Regions from separate parts of the Pan troglodytes genome. Here region 1 is linked to region 2. The links are chromatin contacts, called in public Hi-C maps. All regions are on one chromosome and are shown on one strand. Each heading gives the region's core, a stretch centred on a gene start, on an enhancer-like site or on the middle of the called end of the contact. The rest is flanking DNA. Distances are from core to core; before and after follow the strand shown. Region 1 holds the start of TSSC4 (tumor suppressing subtransferable candidate 4). Region 2 has its middle 19 kb from the start of TH.

Region 1 (5,405 bases), core at 2,546-5,045, 190 kb before region 2:
CCACAAGTCCTAGAGGAGGCCTGGGGTTTCCAATTCTCACTGTCACCTGGGTGATGTGCTGGTGAGGGATGCAGGTGTCAGCCACCCTCGAGTGGTCCGGCACCGAGGGTCAGGTGTGGGGAGCTCTTGCTGCCAACTGAGCCCTTTGGGTAAGCAGGGCCCAGATAGACACAAAGTCTCACAAAGACCCAAAACCTTTATTGTCCCTACCAGGGAGCCAGTGCCTCCAGCCCACACCCCACACCCCAGGAGCTTCAGCAAGGTCTCTGCTTGGGAGGATGCTGCCCAGAACTGCAGCCAGGGCCACCGGTGCCACCTACAGGCAGCCTGCAGGCTTCCTCCCATTCCAGCTAGGCAGTGGCCAGGCTGCCCCCTGACCAGCCCCACTGGGAAGGCAGCAGGATGGCAGTGGCCAGTGGGGTCAGGCTGGGCCATCTCCCTCTCAGACCTCAGCACCTGGGTCCTCGGGGCTGCTGCTCTTGTTCCGGAAGTGGTCTCGACTCCGCTTCCTGCTGCCATGGAAGCCAACAGTTTCCACCGGCGGGAGACCTGGCACAGACCCACTGTGGACAGACCCTGACAGTGCCTCCACCTCCTGCAGACCTCCATGGGGGCTGCCCCACTCCTCAGCCTCTGGGCTCCCGGGCCCGGCCAGATGGGCCAGCTCCACAGGGCCCTCGCCCCTGTCTGTGGCAGGATTCCCAAGGCCGCCCCTGCCTGGCTCTCCCACCTTCCCCAGGACCCTCTTCCTCTCATGTCTGGCTTCAACCCCTCGGACTGGTTTGGTGAAGATGACCCTCCCCTCCCCACAGCTGGAGGGGTCCTGGTTGAAGGAGGACACGCAGTCAGTGGGGGCAGCCAGGCTCTGGGAGCCCAGGAAGGCCAGGGCGGTGGCCTGATTGCTCTGCTCGCTGACCTCGGTCACATCTTCCAGGCTGTACTTGGTCCAGCGCTCGGGGTGTGCCACGTAGTCGGGGACCGGAGGCACCCTTGGTGAGGCAGGGCTCCGATGGGCCCTGCCCAGGCCTTCCACTGGAGACCGGCCTGAGGGCGCTAGGGGCCGCTTGAAGCCTCCGTTGTCACTCATGCTGGTGTGGGCCACAGAGGATGGAGCCCGTCTGGCCGCCCCCTCCAGGCAGTCAAAGATGTCACGGCTGCGCTGGGAGAAGGTGGAGCTCATGCCTCTCAGATGGAATGGCTGCACCGTGGCTGGGAGGAGGCCTGACGGGGGTGAGGGCGGCTCATCAGGACCTGAATCCTCCTCCCCAGGCAGCCCCATCGGGGACAGTGCTTCCACTTCAGCACCACCGGGCAAGCTGAGGTCAGAGTCCGAGTCACTGAGGGAGACTGTGTCGGAAGGCAGCGTGTCATACTCCGTCCCGGGTTCGCCCTCCACGCTGGGGGACGGCTCACCTGTTCCTGCCTCAGCCATGCGTCCCCAGGGCCACGCCACACCTAAACCAAAACAGCCCAGAAAATTTGTTTCTCAGGAGGAACAGTATTGAGAATGAGTTCCCCCTGCAGATCCACTGCCCCTGGACAAGTGGAGGGTCAACTGACAGAACTGTCTCACACAGGGTGGAGTCCCGCCTCCCCCTCCAAGCCCTCCTCTCACCTCTCTTGGCTGCTGGGTGCCAGTGGTTGACACTGGAGTGTGATTGGACAGCCAAGCGGGCCAAGTGGACGGAGCCCTGATGAAGGTCCTCAGCGGCACAGGCGTGGTCGTCTCAGGCCTCGGAGTGCCCCGGCATTGCCTCTGTTCAGCTGCTCAACTGCAGGTGGGTGGGGTGGGGGAGAGGACCAACCTCAGACCGGAGCGCACATGTGTGAAACAGGTGCCGGGCAGGACCGACCTGAGCCTGGGTTTTCGGAGCCCCTGACAGGCTAGGACCCAGGGTAGGGACTTTTGACTCGTCACCTCATTTAATCGTGCCAACCCTCTGCAGGCAGGCTTGGAGCTACTGAGCGATTTTGGTAGTAAGCAGCCACCCAGGGCTTGAACCCAGGGCTGAGATCAGGCAGGAGGGCCACTTATAAGCTGCTTGCTGTGCGGAGTGAGCAGTCGTATTCCACAAAGAGCGTGCACCTTCCTGATCCACGGGGAAAAGATTTGCTCCTATTTGCTGGAAGATCCCCGGGAGCTCCCAAGGAATCTGCAGCCAAGGCCCTGGCATCTGAGGGTCAAGCTCTCAGGAAAGTGGGGTGTCGACCATCACCTTGAGCAGCCCTGTTAGGCAGAGGTAAATCCCCGCAGCTCCTGGAGCGACCTCCAGTGGCCTTCCTCCTGTAACACTCAGCACATACCCTGCCTTTCCAGCTGGGCAGACAAGTGCTACCTCCTGCACCCATTTAGTGCTGGAGTGACTGGGTGCCTCGGAGCTTGAATTTCCAGGCAAAAAAGACGGCCCAGCCACACCCTTCTGCACTGTCCTCGGCCATCCATCCACTGACTTCTCTCCTGCTACCAAAACTCCTTGCCCGCCGAGGGTGACCTGTGTCTTGTGCACCCCATAAGGATGGGGTCAGGGGTACTATTGGGGGCTCTTAGTGCCCCCCACCAGGTCGAACACAGGCAGGACCTCAATTCCTCTGAGGCGCGACTCTCCTCAGTGAAGAAGCCACCCCAGTGAAAGGGGATACCCAGCACCCCCCACTGATGACCGTTTTAAAGCTGGCAGGAACGGGGCGGGGGAAATAATTTGCCCAAGTCACACAGTATGTTGCAGACGAAGCTGGAGTTCAACCAGAACCCTGCTTCCCAGATTCGCACTCCCGTCCTCTGCAGCGGAACGCCGCCGCGGCCAGAAGCAGCCTGGTCAGCGGGGCACTCCGAGGGGGAGCGGGGATCGGGCTGCAAGATAGGGACTCCGGTAGTCCGTTTCTCGGGGTTCTCGGCGAAAGCCGGCAACGAGTGGAAGGTAGAGTTGACTCCTTCATGTCCGTAGGCTGAAGGAAGCCGTCTCTTTCTCCACATGAACGCAGAGCCCGGCCTTTCTCCACTATATGTGCCAGCAAGACCTCCCCGAACGAACTTTCGGTGCCAAGCTGGCTCTCGGTGCCCCTCGGCACTGTCCAGTCGGGCTGGACAGGCCTCCGGGCCTCACAAGGATGCTGTGGGTCCCAAGGGCCCGGCCGCGAGGTACGAGGGTCGGCGAGCACAGCGGGGCCTTCGAGCTCAGGTATTAAAGCTGCGCTCGGTGACCTCCCGGAGGCTCGGCCGGCCCGCGCGGCCCGTCCTCCCTCACCACAAACCTACCGGCTCAAGGCTGCTCGGCAGTCTCCATCTTGGTCGGCGCCGCACCTCCGTGCGGCGCGCTCAGCCCTCTGGGAAACCGAGTGCTCTGCCGGCCGAGCACCACGGCTTCCGCGCCTGCAGAACTACAGCTCCCACAAGGAACTGGGCCGCCGCTCCCGACGCCTGTCGGGACGTGTAGTCCTGTGCGCATGCGCTCGCCCCTCTACTCCTCCACGCCCCGGCCCTTGGGTCCGGCTCGGAAGCAGCCCCGGAAACGACGGCATTTGTTGGAGAATCAAGACCGGAATTGACCAAGAACAGGAAGAGGAGGGGCCAGGCCTGCAATTCCCAGAATGCTCGAGGGCTAACCGACAGCCAGGCTGGCTTCCCGCGGTCTCAGCGCCACCTGCCGGAAGCCGCGAGAACAGCGGCCGCCTCAGGCAGGAAGTGCGTCATCTCGCACGGGGGACGAATGCCGTTCCCGGCACTTCCGGTCCTGACCGGAAGCGGTAACCGTCACTCCTGCTGGGCTTTGTCAGTGCACCGAGGCGGGGCTCCCCAGGATCCCACGGTCCCGCTCAGGCCAGACGCAGAGGCAGTCCCAGCCCGCGATGAGGACGCGAGGTCGTGACCGCTGGGCCACGGGTGAAGGGGGCGGCCCTGCTGGACCCGCTGGCTGGGCCGACGCTTTCCCACCCCTAGGGGTTTGCTGGGCCCTGGCCGCAAACTTGTGGGGCGTCGTCCTCGGGGCCACTGCCCGGCCACCCTCACACCCTTGGGTCCTCAGCTCTGGTGCATTGGTCCGGGCTCCGGGAGGCACTGAGACGTCCCCCTAGGGCGCTGCAGGGAAGCGAGGGCCAGGCACTTCCAGGTCCCCGGTCCTCCCGGGCAGGATGGAGGCCGCTGAACGCTCCTCAAGCTTCCAAGTCAGCCGTGGCTGGGTGGGCGGCAGCAGGGAAGGTTTGGGCTCCGCCATGCTTGCGAGCCAGCAGCCTGGCCTCGCCTGTCCGCGGCAGGGGGCAGGTCAGCTGCCCGCCCTGAAAGGGAGGACCAGGGCCCAGATTCTCCCTGCGACAAGCGGCGTGCTCCTTGGCCACTGGGCCCTAGATGGTTGGCACCTTGTGCCCCTTCTCAGCTGGGAGAGGTCCTGCCCCACACACTCAAGGATTCTGAGTTCCCCTTGGCTGCTAGACCTCTGGTCCCTCTGAAAGGCTCGAGAGAGAACTCCCCCAGGGCCTGCTGTCCTGGCATCCGCTGGGAAATAGGATTCAAGGACCTGCTGTGGCTCAGCCTAGAGAAAAGGAGGGGAAGCAGTACCCACTCCTCGGCCCCCGGTCTGCTGTGCACCTTTGGGATTCCTTATTTCTTAAACTGCTCTTCCCTCCCCACAGGGAACACAGCGGAAAGTAGAAAGGGGGCTCCTTGGACCATCCTGTTCTCCCAACCAGTGCAGGCTTGCAAGTTGGGAGCAGCAGGGGAGGAGGGCCTGCTGAGAGACTCTGTAACCCCCTAAAATGCAGGGCTGGGGACAGTTTCCAAATTGGCCTGCAAAGAGGCTGCTGGGAGCCCTAGACATGAATTCCCAGGCACTCATTTCCTCCAGAGAACAGTGAAATGTGCCAGCACCCCCCTCCCCACAACTAGGGAAAAGTAGCCTAACCCAGAGCAAGCCCCACCCCACGATGTGGGGAAAGATAGGAGAGTCTAGACCAAGCCCACTGGCTGGAGGTGCTCAGACAAAGGGAAAAGGACGGGGGAGTGCAGGGGTTCCTTAGCCCCACAGCCTGTCTGCCCCCAACCACCGCTCGTTGGTGGGCTGGGTGGGCTCCCTAGTAGGATGAGGTCTTTCTTCTCCTCCAGACCCTTTGAGATGTGGCTCAGGCCTGAGCCATCAGCTCCTCAAAGGAACATTTACAGGTAACAGATGGGCAGGGCAGAGACCCTCAAATGCTCGGGAGGGGGCAGTGTGTCCATCCTTTACCATCCCTCAGGAGGAAGAGGAGTCCTGCAGCGCACCCAGCCCCTACCCCAAGCCCATCTCACTGCATTCCCTGGCTGCCCGACCCCTCCTGCCCACCTGCTTACACTGTGTACCCCTTGTGTGCCCAAGGGGCAGGGTGGAAGTGGCTGCAGGCAACACAGGGCCTCTCCCAAAAGAGAATACAGAGAA
Region 2 (5,486 bases), core at 867-3,366:
GCTGGGCCTCCTTTTTACACAGCAACCTCCCCAGGGCCAACCCTGTTCTGGCCTCTGAGCTGCCCCCAGGCAGCCTCTCTCCTGTTTACCTAGACACTGTTAGACCCTGCACCAGTGCCTGATGCCCAGGACAACACTGGCCCCTCAGTGGGCAGGGCTGTAGCCAGCCTTACCCCTGGAAACAGGGGAGAAAGGGAGGGAGGGAAGGGGGCCCACCTGCAGCGGTCGGCCGCTGTGCACCCCCCTGCAGAGTCAGCTCAGAGACACCGGGCTCTGCCTTCTGGGGTTCCCAAGGCTGCTCCCCTGAAGAAGACTGCTCAGTCCCAGCTGCCCCAGACCAGGCCCTTGGTGGGGGGTCCCTGAGCCTCCACTCCCTCCGGGAATGGCTGATCCTCCTTGGAGCCGAGTTTTTGTGCTGTGGGGAGAGCACCCAACCATGGGGGGCACCCTGGTAGCTCACGACATGGACCCCTGCCCACGGGCATGCCCTCGGCCAGCCTGGAGACAGCTGCTCTATTGACTGCCAGGCCAGGAGTGTCCCAGGTTAAGCCAACAAGCCCCCTCTTTCTGAGAGACAAATCACCTCCTTTGGGCGTGGAATATGGGGGGCCGGGGAGCTGGGAGGTCGGGAGCCCTGGCTGGACCACAGGGCCTGTGGCTGGGGACCTCTGGCTGCCCAGGCCACAGTGAACTGAGACCCCCTTGGGTCTCAGCCTGGAGGGGGTGACCCAGGAGGGTGCATTTCTGCTTCCCCCTGAGAAGTCACACCACACCTAGCCAGGGGCCCCTCCAGGGTGTACCCCAGGGGTCTAGGGGATGTTAATGATTGGCCGTCTCGGTTCACAAAGATAGTCATCACCAGCACCATGGAGTGGCCACCGCCCAGCTCTGTCAAACCTGGACTTAGCCTCACGTGCACCTCGATTTAAAGAACAAGAAACCAGCCCTGCCCACGCCCCTGGCTCCCTGTGCTTCCCTCCCTCCTTCCCTCCTTCCCCGGACATAGCCACCACTTTGAATCTCGTGTCCCATGGTGTGTCCACACAGGGCACCTGATTTATCCAGGCTCGGGGAGGAGGGGTCACAGATTATTCCCCAGGGGACTTTACCTAGTCCGTGTGTTTGCTTTAGGAGTTCTGAGGCCATTTGGTTTCTTTATGCATTTCTGTATCTTTTGCATTTTTCTAGTGAGCGTGGGGTTACTCTTTTAATCGTAAATATATATATACCTATTTTTTCAGTTAAAAAACTGTGGTTTCAGGCCAGGTGTGGTGGCTCAAGCCTGTAATCCCAATGCTTTGGGTTGTCAAGGCAGGGGCATCGCTTAAGCCCAGGAGTTTGAGACTAGCTTGGGCAACACAGTGAAACCCCGTCTCTACAAAAAATTGTTTTCAAATTAGCAGGGCATGGTGGCGTGTACCTGTAGTCCCAGCTACTCAGGAGGCTGAGGTCGGAGGATTGATTGAGGCCATGGAGATTGCAGTGAGCCATGATCCTGCCACTGCACTCCAGCCTGGGTGACAGAGAGAGACCCTGTCTCAAAACGAAAACAAAAATCTGTGCTTCCTCAATAACAAATTGAAGTCACCAACACCCTCGTCCACCGAAAGGTTAGCATGTGCCTGGTGACAAAGTCAACAGACAAAGGGGACTGGGGAACAGTTCTGTTCCTCCTCCGCAGAGTCCTAGGCCCCAGGCCCCTCCCTGAGACAGCCTCAGGGCCTCCTCCTTCCCCTCCCTCATCCTCCTCCTTCCCTCTCTCTCCTTCCTCCTTTGCTTTCTCCCTCTGCAATCTCAGCCACCTGCATCCGCTTCCTCCACCCCGACCTTCCTGCCAGGCAGGTGCCCAGGGCTTGCTCAGCATGGGCAGCCCCCGGCTCTGCCCCCTGCACACTGGGAGGCTGCTCCACTCTCAGGGGTCTCTGGCTTTCCGTGTCCCTGCAATTAGCCTCCGCGTGCGTGCAAGAAGTCAACACAATTTGGCTCCACGTGGCCCCGGTGCCGATTGTGGACAGATAAAAGACAAACTAATGTCCTGCCCTGAGGATTAAGATGCAGCTGTTTCCCTGGATACCGGATCAGGCGTAATTAGACAAAGGGAGTGCTTTCCAAACCTACTCAGCCGAAGGCCCAGGGGCAGGCAGCCCTCACCCCGAGGCAGCTGGCACGGGCTCGGGCCCTTCCTTCTTCCTTGTTAAAAGCGGATTGATACAGACGCCATGGAAAAGGTTTCTGACACGCAGCGGGATGATGGCAGCAAGGCCTCCTGCGGTGACAGCGAAACAAGATGCTCAGAGCCCCGTTAGCAGGGCCGCCACGCGTGCGTTCGCCTTCGCCTCTGCCCCTGTTTTCTCCAGTTTTGTTCACTTTGCTGTATCATGGACGATAACACATCTTAGCAAGAAATCAATAAATGGTCCCGAGGCTTTTAATGGAGAAGAAATAAATAGCAACCGCGCTTGGCGGTCTGGAGGAACCAGCGCTTTCTGCCTGGACCCTGAGCCTCAGGCTTCACTGCCAACACGGCCCTCCCTGTGGGGCGGGAGCAGCCTGGAATGGGAAGGGTCCACCCTTCTTTCCCGGCTTCCTGCAGAGGGCGGGGAGGGGCTCTATCACCGTGCCCCTCAGAAGCCGGCCTGGGCTGTGTAACTGGGGACTTGTGGACAACAAGCCAGAAGGGGTCCTGCCAGGCTCTGGATGCCCACTCTGCCCATGAGGAGGGCACAGGCAGCGCAGTGCCGTGGGAGGCAGGCTGCCGACCTTATGCCCCAGGGGCGGCCTTAGTGCTGTGTAGACCCAGAGGGGACACGCCCCAGGGCTCCCTGAGGTGCTGCCTCAGTGGCTGTGCACTCCCAGCACCCACGGGGTGTGCCCACCAGCTGCCCGGCCCCTGAGTGGGCCTGTGTCCAGTGCCCCCCTGGCCTCCCGGGAGGAGCTGCTTGCTCTGCCCCAGGGTTGCTGAGAGACAGCCTTGCCACTGACCCGGCCGGTCTCTGCCTCCAGCCCAGCCCTCTGTGCACACTGACTGCGGGTGGAAACTCCAGGCTGGCAAAGAAAAACACGTGAGGCAGCCCCTCATTCAGCAGAAGAGTTCGTTCTGGGGTCTCTTTGTCAACATGCTTTTCTCCCTTTATTTGTGTTATACTTTTTCCAGTTTTTTGTGGTCAAATACACATAACACAAAACTTCTCATCTGAACCACTTCCAGTGCACAGTTCGGCAGCATTAAGCACGTTCACGTTGCCGGGCAGCCATCACCACCGTCATCTCCAGAACTCTGTCATCTTCCCAAACCGAACTCTGTCCCCTGAAACACTCACGCCCCATCCCCTCCGCCAGCCCCCCGCAGCCCCATTCTCCTCTCCATCCCCACAGATTTGACGTCTTTAGGGACCACGTGGGAGTGGACTCGGGCAGCATTTGTCCTGTTGTGACTGGCTCCTCTCCCTGATTGTAAGGTTCTCGAGGTTCATCCACGGCGTAGCGGATGTAAGAATGTCCTTCCTGGGCCGGGCGCGGTGGCTCATGCCTGTAATCCCAGCACTTTGGGCGGCTGAGGCGGGTGGATCACAAGGTCAGGAGATCGAGACCATCCTGGCTAACACGGTAAAACCCCATCTCTACTAAAAATACAAAAAATTAGCCGGGCGTGGTGGTGGGTACCTGTAGTCCCAGCTACTCGGGAGGCTGAGGCAGAAGAATGGCGTGAACACGGGAGGCGGAGCTTGCAGTGAGCCGAGATCGCCCCACTGCACTCCAGCCTGGGTGACAGAGCGAGACTCCGCCTCAAAAAAAAAAAAAAAAAAAAGAATGTCCTTCCTTTTTGAGGCTGAATCTGAATCGTGCCCCGTTGTATGCGTGGACCACATTTTGCTCTTAGCCGGCGGACACTGGGTTGGTTCCACTTTCCAGCAATAGTGAATAACACTGTTGTGAGCAGTCACACACACGTTCCTGGGTGGACATAGGTTTCATTTCTTTTGGGCATCCGTGTAGGAACAGGATTGCGGCAGCCTGTAGTGCCCCTTTAACCCACGGGGGAGCTGCCAGGGTGCTGTCCGCAGCAGCTGCCCTGCGGCACGACCCACCGCAGGGGCTCTGATTTCTCCACATTCTCGTGAGCACTTGCTATTTTGTGTTCTGCATTGTTTGGGTTTGTTGATGGTGGCCACCCTAACGGGTGTGGAATCCTGTTGCGCCGTGATTTTGATTGGCATTGCCCTAATGATTCGTGGCATTGAGCACCTTTCCCTGCGGCTGCTGTCCTGGATACACCTTCCCTGGAGAGGCGCCCGTCTACGTCCTTCGCCCACTTTTGAATCTGGTGTTTGGCAGTTGTGTTTTAGGGGTTCTCTGTGGGTTCCGGGTACTACTACCCGATCAGGTGTGTGATTTGCGGCATTTTCTCCTGTTCTGGGAGTTGCCTTTTTACAGTTGGTGATGTCCTCTGATACACAAAGTTGTTTGTTTGTTTGTTTGTTTGTTTGTTTGTTTTAATTTTTAAGTCCAATTTATCTCTTTGTTGCTTGCACCTTTGGTGTCACATCTGGGAAATCACTGCCAGGTCTGAGGCCATGAAGCTTTTGCCCTGTGTGTTCTCTCTACCGTCTCAGGCCCTACGTCCAGGCCGTTGACCTGTTAGGGGGTAATTTTTGGATGGGAAGGGAGGGGTCCAGCGTCACACTTCTGCATGTGGGCATCCCGGTTTCCCAGCCCCGTCTGTGGAGGAGGCTGTCCTTTCCCCACTGAATGGCCTTGGCACCTGTGCCAAAGATCACGGGACTGCATTTGCCAGGGGGATTGCCAGTCTCTCCTCTACGTATTTGTGAATAGGGATCTATACACATTCCACGAACACACAACAGGGCCACGGGACAGCCCTGTGCCAGGTTCCTACCTCCCCGCCCAGAGGCTATGTGGATAGAGCACACGTGTGTGGGTATGGCATGTGTAGTATGTGGTGTGTTCATGTGTGTGACATGTGGAGTTGTGTGGGGTGAGTGTGCTGTGTGTATGATGTGTGTTTGTGATGTGTGTGGTATATGGTGTGTGTGGTGTGTGTGGAGTGTGTGGGGTGTGTGTGGTTGTGTGTGTGGTGTGTAGCGTGTGTGGTGTCTGCATGTGTGGTGTGTATGGGGTGTGTGAAGTGTGTGTGTGGTGTGTGTGATATGTGTGGGGTGTGTGTGGTGTGTGTGATCTGTGTGTGTTGTGTGTGACTATGTGGTTTGTGTATGTGTGGTGTGCATGTGTATGCCTGTATGTGTGTGTAGTGTGTAATATGTGTGTGTTGTATTGTGTAGTATGTGTGTGTGTGATGTGTATGATGTGTGTGTTATGTGTGCCTGTATGTGCGTGTGGTGTATGTATGGTGTGTGGTGTGTGTGTGTGGTGTGTGTATGTGCACGGTGTTTGTAGGTGTGTGTGGTGTGGTGTGTGGTTTGTGCAGTTTGTGTGGTGTGTGTGTGGTGTGTATGCGTGTGGTGTGT

The links. Hi-C and Micro-C count contacts between places; a contact is called where the count stands out from the background.
Region 1: a contact with region 2 is called in a Hi-C map of stem cell-derived neural progenitor cells, with 5 times the contacts expected there. The contact joins the promoter of TSSC4 here to the enhancer-like site in region 2. A contact is called at or near these places in 4 of 7 Hi-C or Micro-C datasets (blood, induced pluripotent stem cells and stem cell-derived neural progenitor cells) and 1 of 1 datasets of contacts at active chromatin or transcription factors (stem cell-derived excitatory neurons).

What each region holds. Positions count from the first base shown.
Region 1 is chr9:6,648,880-6,654,284 of NHGRI_mPanTro3-v2.0_pri, reverse strand. TSSC4 (tumor suppressing subtransferable candidate 4) reads right to left here and starts at 3,795. Exons shown (of 4, transcript XM_009459700.5): 1 at 3,257-3,795; 2 at 1,616-1,772; 3 at 1,414-1,455; 4 at 179-1,221. The coding sequence starts at 1,432. The coding sequence ends at 443.
Region 2 is chr9:6,454,776-6,460,261 of NHGRI_mPanTro3-v2.0_pri, reverse strand. No RefSeq gene overlaps it. Among named protein-coding and RNA genes, the nearest start is that of TH, 19 kb to the right of the region's middle. Within about 2 kb of position 2,116, at least 6 of the 24 cell types and tissues checked have an H3K27ac peak or open chromatin away from gene starts, as enhancers often do. A contact at or near this core is called in stem cell-derived neural progenitor cells, where this site is marked.